3 separate regions of the Zea mays genome follow, and regions 1 and 3 are each linked to region 2. The links are chromatin contacts, called in public Hi-C maps. All regions are on one chromosome and are shown on one strand. Each heading gives the region's core, a stretch centred on a gene start, on an enhancer-like site or on the middle of the called end of the contact. The rest is flanking DNA. Distances are from core to core; before and after follow the strand shown.

Evidence for each region. Hi-C and Micro-C count contacts between places; a contact is called where the count stands out from the background.
Region 1: a contact with region 2 is called in a Hi-C map of leaf, with 9 times the contacts expected there. The contact joins the promoter of LOC541680 here to the enhancer-like site in region 2. A contact is called at or near these places in 9 of 25 Hi-C or Micro-C datasets (ear, leaf, tassel and 1 more) and 1 of 3 datasets of contacts at active chromatin or transcription factors (leaf).
Region 3: a Hi-C map of leaf shows a contact between it and region 2, with 6 times the contacts expected there. The contact joins the promoter of LOC103631385 here to the enhancer-like site in region 2. A contact is called at or near these places in 5 of 25 Hi-C or Micro-C datasets (ear, leaf and tassel).

What each region holds. Positions count from the first base shown.
Region 1 is chr6:130,682,765-130,685,464 of Zm-B73-REFERENCE-NAM-5.0, forward strand. It overlaps LOC541680, which reads left to right and starts at 1,274. Exons shown (of 3, transcript NM_001111430.1): 1 at 1,274-1,433. The coding sequence starts at 1,428.
Region 2 is chr6:130,559,174-130,561,873 of Zm-B73-REFERENCE-NAM-5.0, forward strand. No RefSeq gene overlaps it. Among protein-coding and RNA genes, the nearest start is that of LOC103631385, 65 kb to the left of the region's middle. Within about 2 kb of position 1,443, at least 7 of the 20 cell types and tissues checked have an H3K27ac peak or open chromatin away from gene starts, as enhancers often do. A contact at or near this core is called in ear and leaf, where this site is marked.
Region 3 is chr6:130,494,659-130,497,541 of Zm-B73-REFERENCE-NAM-5.0, forward strand. LOC103631385 (sister chromatid cohesion protein PDS5 homolog A) reads right to left here and starts at 1,301. Exons shown (of 33, transcript XM_020539482.2): 1 at 900-1,301. The coding sequence starts at 989.

The sequences.
Region 1 (2,700 bases), core at 24-2,523, 120 kb after region 2:
GCCCGACCCGACACGATTATTTTTTTATTTTACAAAAAAGTATATACCTATATACAATTTATATTCAATATTAAAAACATCTTAGCATGATGTTTTACTGGTTAGACAGCTTCACCTAGTGTCTCCCGTCCTTCTTCCATCAGGACATGGGTTCGAGCCCCACCTTCTGCACCGTTTTTAACATTTTACGCTGATTTAATTAAATGGGTCGACGGGTTAACGGGCTGGCCCGACATAGTTAGCAGGCCGGTATGACGTGTCTGGTCCATAGTTGTGGCCCGCGTGCGTCTAGCCCGTGTCGGACGCTATTTGGTCATCTATAAACGTGCAGCGAAACGACCGTTGAAACTGGTGCTTTAAGTATAGTATAGATATAGAAATACTCGTATTCATTTCTAACATTAATATTAATAAACATATAAAAAATTTAGTCTTTAGCGCATTCTTTGTCCGATTCTAGATTAGTACATTCAACAATATTCGGTTTATCTTCACGTATCTCCAAAGAAAACAAGATATTATCAACCCTATTTAAAAGATACCTTGCCCCATCCCCATGGGCCATGGCCCGGTTTATCTTTAATCGCGGCGGAGCTTTGCCCGGTTCAGACGCTGTATTAGGTATGATGACAACAGACATGCCAAGCTGTCATATCATATATTCGTAATAATACCCTCACCAGCAGGCATCCTACGCAGTTGACATTCGCCGCGCACGGGTATCAGGAGAACGGAGGAGACAGCTCACAGCTAGCCTAGCCAGCTCGGATCCAGTGCCAACGGCTAAAAACAGCACGGATTTGAGCGCAGAGTTTGAACAAATCTTTCGATCGATTTTTGAGTACACTGTCACCACCCCCAAGAGGCCAAGTAGCAGGACGTAAACAACGTCTGGGCCCTCCACGCCACAGCCTAGAGATTCCGAGCGCCAGCGAAGCCGCGCTTCACCCGTCCACCACCGACGTGCGGCCCTCCTCCCCTCGCATTTCCACCCTGTCTGTGTCTCGTCACCGCCGCCCCGGTCAAACGCAAAACCCACTCCTCCGGTCCTGTCCCCACCTTCCGCCAGCCCCGCCTGACCTGTGGGCCCCGTGCGGCCGGCTCACATGCGCTTCGTGCCCCGATAACCGGCGGGTAGTACAAGCGATTTTTAGGCGCTTTCCGTTATTTTTTACTCCTACTTTATTATTGTTTTTATTTTAATTTATTTACCGGGAGAGAGAGAGGCCGAGGGAGAGCAGTCTCTCCACACCAGTGCGGCTTTTCCTTTCCGTTCCACTCCACATCGATTCGCCTCCTCCGCTCTTTACTCTTCGTCGTACTCGTCTCCTCCCACCCGCAACCGCAGGGAGAGAAAGGGGAAGCCCGCCGCCGCCCCGGCCCCCAGCAACCAGCAGATCGGGACCTCTGTTCTGCGCAATCCATCCATGGCGGTACGTGCAAGGCTCTGCGCCGCCTCTCTGCCGTTTTCCTTGTTCCTTCTTATCCCCCCCCCCCTTCCCCACCCCGGTGGTGGTGTCAGCCCGTGGGGAATCGGTGTTTGCTGTCCTGATCGAGGCGAGCTCGCCTTGTGATGAGCTTCGGGACGACTAGTTCCGAACGGGGGGTTTTGTTTCTCCTGCTGGTTGCCATCAAAGTCACTCGCGTGGAGTGGCCGAGTGGTTGAGTGGGGGAACGTTTGCACGGGATGTCTTAGGACCAAGAAACTAGTGCGATTATCCTTTCTCGTGTGGTTGGGCAGCTTCGGCTGGCTTCAGGAGATCGATCGATTGATTTTATCCTGCGAGCCTTGGTACAACTATGTGTAGGGAGGAATCTTCTCCCGCCAGGGCGGGTTGGTTGGCGTTTTCGTTTTGGGTCCTGTTGCTTGTCGGCGTAGTCCATGCCTTTGCTTTGCCTCGTATGAGCGAGATTGATACATGATGCACTGTTCACTGCGACTACAGTCTGCAGCAGTCAATTATTTAGCAGCCCAGCCTTCAACTGTTGAGCGTGTAGATGCTGGAACGGGAATTTAGCCTAAGCGTTTACATTTAATTCGTCGTCTGCAACTCGCGCTCGTGGCTACTATAATCTAGAAGGGAAACAAACATGGCCTTAGTGTTTATCTGAATCGGATGCTTGGCGATTACTGCTCAGAATGTTGTGGAACTTGTTTTTTTGGAAGATACTGACATATCAAATTCCATTCTTTGTATTTTAGTTCACCGACCAATTTATCTGTTACAAACACAAGTAACGATCCTTCAGCCTATCCTTCATATCGATATATAGTCTGATTTTTTAAAGGGGCTGTGTTAAAGGGAATGTCGATTGGATCATGCCTGGAAATATCAGCATGGCAGCTGAATCTTCCCATGAAAGCTGTTCAACAGTACATGGCAACCACATGATTTTTTGGGAAACTGTTGACAACTTGACATGCCAACTCTTATCTTGCTGGTAGTTTGATCTCTAGAATAAATGTTCTGATTTTTTTGTAAGGCATATATGTTCTCATTTAACTCAGCTGTCAAGAGGTCACAACTCATATGTCAATAACTATGTTACATTACGTCTTTGACGCTAATGAATATTGATCCGCTAATATTTTCTCATGCCGGAATGCTATGTAATCAGAATTCATAATTCATGACTGCATGTATATGCTCTTCTGTTTTCTGAATATTCCATTTTCTCTGTATCATCATTCTCGGCATC
Region 2 (2,700 bases), core at 193-2,692:
TGCCATTGCTTCACACCACTTGGGATGAACTTGAGGAGGTGTAAAAGTCCATTTCCTAGCTGACTCAGCTAGTTAGCTGCTGCCTTGATGTCCAACATGCAGCAAGGGAGCTTCAACTTTTTTCCTTTGTGTCTTTCTTGGCGTGGTGGACATGCAGAGAGTATGTGGAGCACCCCGGCCGTTGTTTGTCTCTGTGTTAACCCCAGTAAAAACCCCAACAGCCCCAACCATTGTGACTCCTTGCCATTGTAACTTAAGACACCAACCCGAGCTCCCTAGGCCTTTGTTAATTTTCTACTCTCACCGTGCCATGCCCTTCACGTACGTCTAGGTCAGGTCCTCAAGCCCTCTCCACCCCTCTAATTCCCTGTGAAAGCTTGAACACAAAGTGAGCCCTGGCAGTGGTGACCACATCAACAAATCCCTCGACTCATCGTGGCCAGCTTCCCCTGGAAGGTAATATGCTCGGTTTGTTCACATTTCATAACCCATGTGTGATGGTGATGCCCACGATGTTGTCCTTTTGAATGCTACCGTGGTACCCCGACCAAAACGCTGTCGAGTTTTGTCTAGAACGCCGCCGCGGGCCATCTTCACTTCGATCAGCTGAACCATAGTTTCTCCGAGCCAAACCATGTGAGCACCGTGTGCTAGATGGATACTGATGCTCGTTGTAGCTTTAGGTTGAACTCTATCGTATTGCAAATATCCGTCTGCAACCATATTCATGGTTGCAACCAATATCTGCCCGCGATCGTACCCGCGGGTAGATATTTATATCCATGCCTGTGCCCATCGAATTTCGGACGGGTTTTGGATATCCGTCGGATATGGCAGACACAATCATTTATTCAACAATTCAATAGCATAATTAGTCAAATTTCTTCTCAATTCATCATCATACACAATTAAAACTTAATAAAAAGAATTATTATGGGCTTGCGGGCCTCAGTTAGGAGCACTAGAGCTTGGAAGGGCCAACCGTTAGTGGTGCTACGGTCTATGAGACTTAGAAGGGCCACGGGGCACAACACAGGAAGCCAGCAAGACTGTAAGGGGTAGCCAACAGTTGGAAATTGGGAGTATTAGGCGTGGTGGGGTTTATGGTGTTAGGATTTGTTATTTGCTATGTAATATGTGCTAGGCCAAAAAAATACACTATGGGTCAATTTTGGATATCCAACGGATAACCCGCGGGTAGAAGGTAATATCATAATCCGTGCTCGTCCGACTTCGGGTCAGATTCAGGTCTGACCCACGGGTCAAAACATGTATCCATATCTGGCTCCGTCAGGTCGGATATCTGATCGATATTCAAATCTATGGGTCAAATTGTCATCCCTAGGTTTTGGTGCAGTGTCAGAGAGACGCGGGAATAGTGCTCGGGGCTCTTAATTAGTTAGTTGATTCGGCAAGGAGGTTTATGCAAAGCGTGTACCGTGGGCGCGGGCTGCGGCACGGGGCTGATTTTCGGTGCGTCCGTGGGTTGAACCAGTAGCTTTCGGCCTAGCACTGTTGATAGATTTTCCTTTTCTTTTTACTAGTAAGTTGTAAAATCCACTAAAAACTGTAGAAAATGCAAAAAAAATGTGAAACCAAATTTTTAGGGTCCACAAAATTTTGTAGTTTCTGCTAAAGTTATTTTTAGAATTTCTACAGCAGAGAGTAAATTTTAGATAATTAAAAAGTGCTCTTGAAAGGCTTAAATGAATTTTAGAAATAAAAGAAGAGCACCAAAAAATATGAAAATTTGTGGAAAAACTATGTATCACTATATTAGCACTTGGTAAAAAATTGGAACCTGTTTGGAGTTGGTTTGCCCAGAAAACCTTGAAATAGCTAAAAAGAGAAATATTAAATCCACAAATTTAGTGTTAATGTATGTCTAGAAGAAGTTGGACCATATAAATTTGTTGGGTAGCAAGATCAGTGAATTTAAGTATGTGTGACCCTTTGGTTTGTCTAAATAAGTTCAGTTTGGTCACTTTCCTCAGGTTTTATGTTATGTAAGAGTATATGTATACTTGTCATATGCGTTGTTTTGTGGTGTTTATGTTCCCCACCTCTCCCTTGTGAGAGTTTGCATTGCATATCATTACATAGGCATTCATGTATTGTAATTGACTTGTAGAACACTTAGAAGAAGAAGTTGAAGTGGAATCGGAAGAGGAACTAGTTCCTCAATCTGAAGCTTCTCCATCTGAAGTTCCTCCTGAAGGTGCTCTAGTGGGTTTTGCTGCTAACTACAATATACTGGTAGAAGAGTCTGATTCTCCTCCTCATCAAGGCAAGCCCCAGTGCATTTAACAAGTTCCTTGTGATTTCAAAACTTTTATCACTTATATGATGTATTAGGTGATAGGAGTTTAATGATTAAGCCTTTGTTGCATAACTTTCCTTGAACTATTGATTATCATTATTGATACCTGATTTACAAAGCTAAATATTCTTAGTATGCCTATAGATTAGGAACAAAATGTTTTGATGAATGAATCGTGGTTTTTACAAAGAAAATGGGCTTGGAGCAAAGGCCTTGACGACTTAATCATTCAAGCAGGGTACCTCTGACAAGTACAAGTTTTAAAGAATTGTTTAAAATGAGACCAGACGTTGAGCAGGAAAGGTTGCCCGTCTGTGTCGTTTAAGGACCGTAATGATTGTTGGCTTGCATGATCTAGGACCTTTTAATTGGCCACATGC
Region 3 (2,883 bases), core at 51-2,550, 65 kb before region 2:
GTTTACTCAGACTAATATAAATGTGTCTTCCAACACATGCACAGATGTCAAACGTAATAAAACCATCTCCTGTTATAAATAGCATCGATATTACCAAAATTAAAACTTTCATATAAACACAGCATTCAAGGTACTGCTAGAGCTAGACACTTCTTAATGCAATGATACGCATCTCTCCTGCGTATTCGAGGAGGCACTGCTAGACAACACATGTAAATGGTATTCTTATAACAACATTTCCATGCAACATGAACTAGTTAAAAAAGGTATTCTCATGAACCCACCAAAATAATCCAAAAAATAAATCTCCGGCTTCCCTTAGCTACTGTAAGTCCTTTAGTATAACTGAAACAACCACCAGCCACCAGAAAGGTGACAACTCTTGCACTGCTCAAACCCAACAGACCCTAACCAACAGCATTCCCCTCTTCAACACTGAAGAACTACTCACTCCGTCCCAAAATAGTATTCGTTTTAGCTCTCGGTTTTTATGTCTATATTCAAATAGGTGATGACACATACATTAAGTATTGTATGAATCTGATCATCTAAAATGAATTTTAATTTGGGACGGGGGAGTACAAAACTACGGGTGCCAAATTGCATCCACAATTTCAGCAAACGAAACTTAAAAGAAGCACTTGAGCTGGACCTCTGCACTCCTTCAGCATCCTCCACGCCGCTCAATGGAAGCTCAGCCGTCCAAACCTAACATCCCGAGCACCCAATTCGCACCAGAACCCCAACCACTAGCGCCTTAACTTCCAGCAACCTAAACCCTAAACTTGCCGAATTGTCCCGCCTGAGCCACAGATCCACGCAAAGCCCGACCCTAAACCATCGACTCCATGACTAAGGTTCGCAGCCAACCAAAACGGAGAAGCTTGGGGATATCTCACTTCGAGAAGCTTGGCGAGTTCGTCCGCAGGCGCCGGCGCCACCGCCTGCAGCTTCTCCCCCAGCTCCTTCAACTGCTCCACGGCCGCCATGCCCGGCCGCCGCGCCTGATCGACCGCCCAATTCGCGCACCGAGCTCGCAGCCCCCGCTTCAAAGCGCACTCGTTTGGGTTCTAATCTGAGAAGGAAGGGCTCCCTCGGCTTTTGGCTACTCTCGCGGTCTCGTCTCGCGCTGTTTCGAAATTGGCGTGAAGGGGTAGGGAGAGAGAGAGACGAATGCCAAAGCTGGTTTGAGAATTGGGATCGAGTCGGTCTGGTTTGGGTCTCGGAGTCCAGCCCAGCAGTTTGCCGTCCGGGTATGCTGCCGCCTGCCACACTGTTGCGATATTGAAATCGCGGCGCCCGTCTGTCCCGCAGGCACAGCCCTGCGGATGCGGCTGAGATGTGGCGCCGACACCGCGTGGGATCCACATGTCAGTGACTAATTCTGGGAACGGAGACGGTGGGGTGATTTCCGGGCCGTTTTTTATTTTACAACACTCTTGGCGTGCGTGGGTTGACTGTGTTCAGCGATGCTGTACAGTGTGGTCGTAGCCCGTTTGGCACGAGTATTCACTCGTGTGAGTGTCCATGCATAATTTTTTTTGGGTTGTTTGTATTATTGTATTCAGCATAGATATAGCTTGTGTTTGATGTCTACATCAGAACGTGTATTACATATAAGTGTATAAACAAATATTCAAATATTATACAGTATAGATGGTCCAGTTTTGTTCCTAAAAATATTATGAACATAAAAATGAAATTGGTATAGTGATTAAATCTTTTAATTAGAAGATATAACAGAAAAAATCAAACACAATCTTGAAGTCCGTGCCATAGCATGCGCACAAGCTTCACGCGCGCGTACCCGCCTCCTAGCCATCGTTGCTCAGCCTGGATGAGCTTTGGGCGTGTTCGACTGGCTACAAGCCGACACTGTTGCAGCTGTTTGGATTGCTGCAGCTGCAATCCATAGAGAGAAAAATACTGTAGAAGCCGCAGCCGCAGCCGGATTGCAGCCGCAGCAAGCCGCAGCGAACAAGCTGTTTGTTTTTTTCATCACCCGCGCCTCGATATGATTGTCCGTGAAACCTTAAAGGGGTGTTTGGTTTCTAGGGACTAATTTTTAGTCCCTCAATTTTATTCCATTTTAGTCCCTAAATTACTAAATATAGAAACTAAAACTTTATTTTAGTTTCCCTATTTAACAATTTATAAACTAAAATGGAAAAAAGTGGAGGGACTAATGTTTAGTCCCTATAAACTAAACACCCTTTAAGAGCAGACGACCAATCACATGGTATACTTTTTACCTCCTATATCACATTATCATGCCCGTATATATCTCTTTCTCTTATAGCAGTTCATACTAAGCCGGACGGAAAACGTGCCGCTGGTGCAGCCACGTCTACCCAAAATAGCTCAATCGTCAGATTCCAAAACTACGGCCACTAGGGTCTTCCACCCACGCGAAAGGGCGTCTCTCCAGCAGCTGCGAATCTAGAACATTCGACACTCCAGCCGAATAATCGGTCGCGATAACAGCGCCCTCTCTGCCTCTCTCCTAGTGATGTCTCCATCGTCATCCTCCTCCTTTGCCTCCCTCCCAAGTCCCAACGTCGTGTTTGCCGTCCTCTCCCTCTGCCTCCACATCGTCTCCGTCGGCCAGCCCGCCCCGTCACCCGCACTACGACAGTTCTCAGCTAGCTCGTCTAACGCTCAGCCACCGAAGCCATTGGAGAGGGGATATGGGATGTCCCTGGTGACGATGCGGCTGCCGCAGCACACTGAGCGCGCGGGCTCACCGAAAACCTGCAGTGTCTTTTCCAAGCGTGTTCGCGCCGTCACCTTCGTTGTCCCAGTCCTGTCTCGCGGCTGCTGGTCCTGTGCGCTGCCCCTGGACGCCCACACCGTCGACGCCATAGACACCTCATAGGTAATCAT